Linked DNA regions of Xenopus laevis: region 2 is linked to region 1. Evidence: chromatin contacts called from public Hi-C data. All regions are on one chromosome and are shown on one strand. The core of a region is the stretch at or near the end of the contact, and the rest is flanking DNA. Distances in the headings are between cores, read along the strand shown.

Region 1 (3,406 bases), core at 514-3,013:
TTCCATTTTTTTTACAAGCAAAGTCACCTTTAATTCTTGACTTTCAAGAATGACCACTAAAGAAGTGAGGATGCTGTCAACTCTTGAGAATAAGTCAATTGGTTTTATGAACAATCAAATATAAATATGAATTTAAAACCCTCATTCTCTTGCTATAGACTCCTTCAGGTCAGATTCAGACCATAGAAGGGCTATGGTCTGCCTAGAAGTCTGCCCCAAAGTACTGGAGTGTGTAACAAGGTGGATATGATCAGGAGTCAATGATGTCTGGTGACAGGGCTGATCCTATCAAATGTGGGGCCCAATTGGGACCATGTTGGCGGGGCCCCTAGACAAAGTGTTTCTGGCTACTGACACACCAAGTATTTAGGAAAATAAGGGCATACAGGCACAAAATAGAAAGGAAAGGGGCAGACAAGGTAAGAGAGTGAGAGGGATGAAATAGGGGCACATAATAGGGGCACACAGGGTAAGAGAGAGAGGGAGGAAATAGGAGAGTGGACTGGGCCAATTAGTTTGGGGCAGGCTGGGCCGATTCAGCTTGGGAGCAGGCTTGGTTGGATTGGGGGCATGCAGGGCCTATCAAAGTTGGAGGAAAGCTGGGCCTATGAGAGTTGGGGGCAGGCTAGACCAATGGAGTTGGGGGATAGGCTGGCTTATCAGAGTTGGGGGTGGGCTGGACCTATGGATTTGGGGATGGGCTGGACAAAGTTGGGGGCAGGCCAGGCAGCAGCATGTGCTGAGGGAAATATTATCTGTGGTGCGGGGCCCCCAGAGGTGCGGGGCCCTATTGGGCCCAATTGGCCTAAGGCCGGCCCTGTCTGGTGACTTTGAAGCAATGCCATATTGCATTTGTGGCTGTTAGTTTGCACTAAATCCTCCACTTAGTGGCAGAATGTAAAAAAAATAGTAGGCACATAGCATTCCATTTCCCCTTATATCCATAATTGGTTGGTTGATTTCCCTTTAAAGGCGAGTGGTCCCTAAAGCATCACCTGTCCCATCTGCTCAACCACAGCACACAGAGGTGGCCCATCACTTGTCACTCAGCGCTCGCACGTGTGCAGGTGCCGATATTACATTTGTTCTAAAGCCCTGAGCATGTGGCGGAGCGTCTCTCTTCGCCCATATGTTTATGTTATGATCGTGTGCATACTCGCTGGATACCAGCATGTAGCGGTGTGGATTTCATCAAGCTGTCATTCACAGGCAAAGTATATTAAAAAAAAAAAAGAAATGAAGTTTGCACATTTTCTTTTTTTCTAAGCCCAATATGTTCAAAATATGTGAAAATAATTTAGTCCGACCAAATGCAGCAAATCTTTCCCTCAAAACAAACTTTTGTCAGTTTATTCAGTGTTACGTTATCAGTCAAAAACAGACCGAAATTCTAGACGCTGCCAGTTAACAGCTGTGCATTCTATGGCTGATCCTTGGACTACAGCTCCCAGCATCCAAGGGAGGTACAATCACAGCTGGAGTACCATAGCTCGGACACAACAGAGCGAGGCAAAACTCGTTGGCCCACAAGTTGAGATATACCCAAGCAGAATATTCAGTTCTACAAAACCCCCTGTGGGCCTGGCAAGGAGCTGGAGAGCAGTCCTTTGTGGTGAGCACAAGCAAAAGACGATAGAGTGAGGGTGGGGTGGGAAGATACAGAAATGCACACACACAGCTGACAATGAAAAACACATTTTCCCTTAGGGCCCTTCCAAGCAGCAGAGAGACAGTCTGATGCAACGTGCAGCCCCATATTGCTGCCTGTGCCCAATGCAAGGTCCCCAAGAGGGGCAGGCCATTGGCCTAAGTATGGGGGATGACTGCTCAAGGATAGCTAATTACATGTTTTCATGAACAGGAGACTTGAAAGCAACAAAACTGCAACATGTCAGGGGGGAGTCGGAGGTCCCGTGGCGGCAGCTATTTCAGACAGGGGTGTGTGCGTGCAGCGGTTAACTATTTCACTGCTACAAGACTGTCGGCCATACTGGGAGTTGCTTTCCTTCTAAAGGGATTCCATACCGGGAACCAGCCCTTGAAGGCAGAGCTTATTATCATTACATCTCACCTATTTTGCCTTTTATTTAACAGGAAAGGTGAATAATACAAAGGTGATGTAATTATGGCTCCTTGAGTGGGTGCTATACTGATAATATAAATTACACACACACCAGAGGTCTCTGGCCTTCACTTGTGCCCCATGGTTGGCACCATTCCATCTAAGTGCCAGCTGTGCTAGATGCAGGTTGGATACCGCAGGTCCCTGCACATTAATATTCTCCCTGATAGACGGGAACATAAATCTAGCTCATTGCAAACACCAAATAAACAATGGAAATGCAGTCTGAACAGCGGCAAAGTGGCACCTGCGGGACCCGCTCTGGGGAGCCGTGGAGGAATGAGCCATCACCAGCCGTTATTAAGTGGGCTACAATTCACAAGCCTAATTAACCAACTCCCTGCAAGAGGAAGAAAGAGTGAAAGAGTGTCTGTCTCATGGAGGCTCACTGGTACTTTAATGACTCTCGGGGAATATAAATGGGCCCAACGTTTGCTGCCCTTTCCCTTTCGTGTTTTCTTCGCTCCCACAGAAGATGCAGATTGTTGTGGTGGTGGTGGGGGGGGGGGATCAGGATTCAAACTAATCAGGATACTGCTGTTTTGAAGCAACCATTTCTTTTTTCTATTCGATGTTTTCGAACCAACAATAATCAACAGTGTTGAGTTTAAACCAAGTTTTGAAAGAAGCACAACTATTTAGCAACATTTCTTAATTCTAAACTCTTTGGCACTCCATGCAACAGGTGTGCAGTAAGCTTGCTGCTCGCCGAACAGTTCAACTATCCATAGGGCTTGGGACCAAGAGGGGTCTTTGATTTTGATTTTGCACACTGTATAAACAAATCTGTCCCTTCCCCCAAGCTGCAGTCTTTGTCAGGCTTACAGATAAGGAGGAATTCATTTTACTAGGGATGCACCGAATCCAGGATTCGGTTTGGGATTCTGCGTTTTTCAGCAGGATTCGGCCAAATCCTTCTGCCCGGCTGAACCGAAACCTAAATTGCATATGCAAATCAGGGGCGGGAGGGAAATCACGTGACTTTTTGTCACAAAACAAGGAAGTAAATGTTTTACCCTTCCAACCTAAGGTTGCCATCTTTTCCTAAATTTTTACCGACTGGTGGGGGGCGGGAACAAAAGGGGTGGGGTGTGACGTCAAAAGGTGCGGGGCCATGACATAAAAGGGCGCGGGGCCACAACATGGAGAGCTGAAGACGGAGGACAAAAGCTACGTTTATAGGGGGATGGGGTCTTTTTGAAGGGTATTACAAATTTACCGGTCAGCAACATTGCCGGTAAATTTGTAATACCGGCTCCAGCCTTGGCAGGTGTTTTACCAGCT
Region 2 (3,406 bases), core at 457-2,956, 180 kb after region 1:
GCTGCGAATTACAGAAAGGCCATAGCCTACAGACTCTATTTCATCCAAATTTTTAAAAATGATTTCCTTTTTCTCTGTAATAATAAAACAGTACCTTGTACTTGATCCAAACTAAGATATAATTAATCCTTATTGGAGGCAAAACAAGTAGACTTAAGGTATGGAGATACAAATTACGGAAAGATCTGTTATCGGGAAAGCCCCAGGTCCTGAGCATTGTGTATAACAGGTCCCATAACTGTATTAAGATGCCAACAGATCACAATTGGGCATTGTATGGGGCCCTCTTAAGGGGCTTCCGCGATCGATATCTGGCCAGTTGTTGAGCGGGCAGGGTTAAAAATCCAGTTGGATCAAGGACAGCAACGGTATGTTGATGCAGTCCTCGATCTGACCACCGTATAGCCAATGTTGTGATCTGATCATTGGGCCCTAGGGCCGACGACTGGCTCAGCCTGATATCGCCCAACTCAAGGTGGACATATCGGGGAGAGATCCGCTCGTTTGGCGACCTCGCAAGTGGATCTCAAGTTGATATAATGCATCAATAGATATTAATTGCTATGGGAATATACGAATACAGAAATGCACCAATCAGGGGCCAATTGCAATTTTCTCATTGAGTGTTTAAGCAGATTTACGTTTCCAGGATCCCTGTATAATGACTCAGAAGCAATATAGTCTATAATTTCCATCCAGCGATGATGTGTGTAAGATATTAACTATTCATAGCTGTATTCAATAAGATTCCCCCCGCAGGCCCAAAACATGGAGACGCAGCTCAATGTGAGAGGCTTTAATGTGATTGGAAGCTTGTCCTCCGTCCTCAAACTGGGGGCTGAACATGTTAAATAATTGGACAATCCGGCAAAGCATTTCATCAGTGAGTTTCCATTATATACTGGCGGCTCCCGGAGAAAGGGAAGCAGTTATGTCCTACCAGCCCATAGATAAACTCTCCCTACTACTCCTAGCACCCCCTACTACTCCCAGCACCCCCTACTTCTCCCAGCACCCTATAAAGACACTGTGGGTGTTGTATATCTGTATAGGTAAGAAAGTTTAGCCCAGGAAGAGTAAACAAAACCACTAAGCAATGTAATGTGACTGAAAATAGCATCTTGTTTAATGAGAATATAAAAGGGTTATTATAGGATGAAAGCAGGTGAATGGTTGGGCAGCCTGCAGCTTTAAAGGCTTTGTCACCCATGGAAGTGATAACAGCTGCACCCTCCCCCCCCCACCCAGGCACAGGGCACCCACTGCAGGAATGTCCCATCTGACTCAGCAGGGAGCAGCACTATTCAAAGGCTCCCCATTCAAGTCCCTCAGGCCGCCATAAAATATATACCCAGGCTGAATAAAAACCAGCAGAGACTCTATAGGCCACGATATCTCACCACCGCTCTGTTACACAAGAGAAAATTGCAGGTTACAGACATTCATATAAGAGTTGCTTAAAAGGTTATAACTCCCACCCACATACAGCAGGGTGCAATCTTCCTGCCATTTATCCTTACTCATAGCGCCCGTTAAATGTAAGTTAAAGCAGTGCGGCATTACCCCAAAGCAAGACTGTTCCCTACAACTTGCAATCGGATGCCTCATAAATACCACTGATAAATACCACAGAGTTAAAGAGACAGTGACATTACCGTGAGCAGATGGAGGCGTTGCATGGGAACCTGTAGCCCTGAAGGATTTGCAGGCCACTAACTGAGTATATAAATACTTAATACACTGACACCAGCACTGACCTATGAAACCAACTATGCAAGTGGAGGGGGTGCAGGGAAGTGTAGTTCTGCTATGAAATTATCATTCCCACTACCTCTCTGCTGCTTTGGGAGGCATGTATAAAGCTCAATCTCAAACCTTCAAGGGGTTGTTCACCTTCCAAAATTTTGTTAAGTTGTTTTCAGATTGTTCCCCAGAAATAAAGACTTTTTTCAATTACCATCCATTATTTTTTACCGTTCTTTCCAAAATCTAAGTATAAAGCTGAATGTTCGTGTCTCTGGTGTTTGAGTCTGACAGCTAAGTAATTCAGGTGCAGACTCTGAGGGTTAGTTCACACAAGGAGATTCGGGGAGACTTTTTCGCCTGGCGACTAATCATCTCGTCTTCTGAGCGACAATCTCCCCCAACTGCCTCAGCGTGTTTCCCCATAGGCTTGCTGAAAAGTCGCCTGCGCTAAAGCACACACGGCGATGCGTTTTCCATAGTCATGAGGCAACTTCGGCGACTATGGAAAACGCATCGCCGCGTGTGCTTTAGCGCAGGTGACTTTTCATTATAGCCTATGGGAAAACACGCTGAGGCAGTTTGGGGAGATTGACGCTCAGAAGACGAGGCGATTAGACACCAGGCGAGAAAATCTCCCCGAATCTCCTCGTGTGAACTAACCCTAAACGGTTACAATTTTACAACATTTAGTTGATCCATTTCTCAGCAGCATCTCTGGAGTATTAGCAACTATTGTATCAATTCTAACAGCTGCCTGTAATGAAACCCAGAGATTCTGCTCAACAGGTACAAAGATAAAAAATGTATCAACTAAATGTATCAATTTAAAACAGTTTGCAGGGTCAGCGACCCCCCTCCCAGAACTGATTTAGGAGGTGAAAAAAAAAAAAGACCTTCAATATTAGAAAAACGGTGACACATAAAAAATATTAATTCATTGGAAAAAGTCGTTATTTCTGGTGATCTATCTGAAAACAATTAGTTGGTTTTTTTTTTTTTAACTTATTTGTCTTTTGACTCTTTCCAGCTTTCAAATGGGGGTCACTGACCCCCATCTAAAACACAAATGCTATGTGAAGCTACAAAATGTATTGTTATTGCTACTTTGTATTATGTATTCTCTATTCAGGCCTCTCCTATTCACGTTCCTGTCTCTTATTCAAGTCAGTGCATGGTTGCTAGTGTTAGGTGACCCTAGCAACCACATTGCTGACATTGCAAACTGGAGAGCTGCTGAATAAAAAGCAAAAACCACAAGAAATAAAAAAATGAAAACCAATTGCAAATGGTCTCAGAATATCCCTCTCAACATCATACTAAAAGATACTTTAACTCAAAGGTGAACAACCCCTTTAAATAAATTTCTTTTGAATGAAAGATTGGAAGTGCCCCCCGTGCCCAGTGTTAGGGGGTTAAGGTTCTATGGAGGGTCATTAAGGAGGAGCAGCAGCAGGCAGGGGGGTGTAAGCAGTTAAACCAGAGGGGGGAATGTTACCAGTTAAAGCAGGGGTTTGCATTTAATACCGTCATATGAATCCAGGCGATTGGCTGCATTTTAGCTCAGGCTGCTGTCTGAAAGCCTAGTGATATTTTATATAATATATTTATTTACACAGCCTTTGCCTACACCCAGAAGTGCACTGTTGGGTCACTAAGAAGT

The links. Hi-C and Micro-C count contacts between places; a contact is called where the count stands out from the background.
Region 2: a Hi-C map of the XTC cell line shows a contact between it and region 1, with 2.4 times the contacts expected there. The contact joins two enhancer-like sites. A contact is called at or near these places in 2 of 4 Hi-C or Micro-C datasets (the XL177 cell line and the XTC cell line).

Annotation. Positions count from the first base shown.
Region 1 is chr4L:133,941,203-133,944,608 of Xenopus_laevis_v10.1, forward strand. The region is part of intron 8 of plxna1.L (plexin A1 L homeolog); the gene reads right to left. Among protein-coding and RNA genes, the nearest start is that of plxna1.L, 160 kb to the right of the region's middle. Within about 2 kb of position 1,764, at least 2 of the 7 cell types and tissues checked have an H3K27ac peak or open chromatin away from gene starts, as enhancers often do.
Region 2 is chr4L:134,122,640-134,126,045 of Xenopus_laevis_v10.1, forward strand. It overlaps a transcript of plxna1.L not described here. Among protein-coding and RNA genes, the nearest start is that of plxna1.L, 25 kb to the left of the region's middle. Within about 2 kb of position 1,707, at least 1 of the 7 cell types and tissues checked has an H3K27ac peak or open chromatin away from gene starts, as enhancers often do.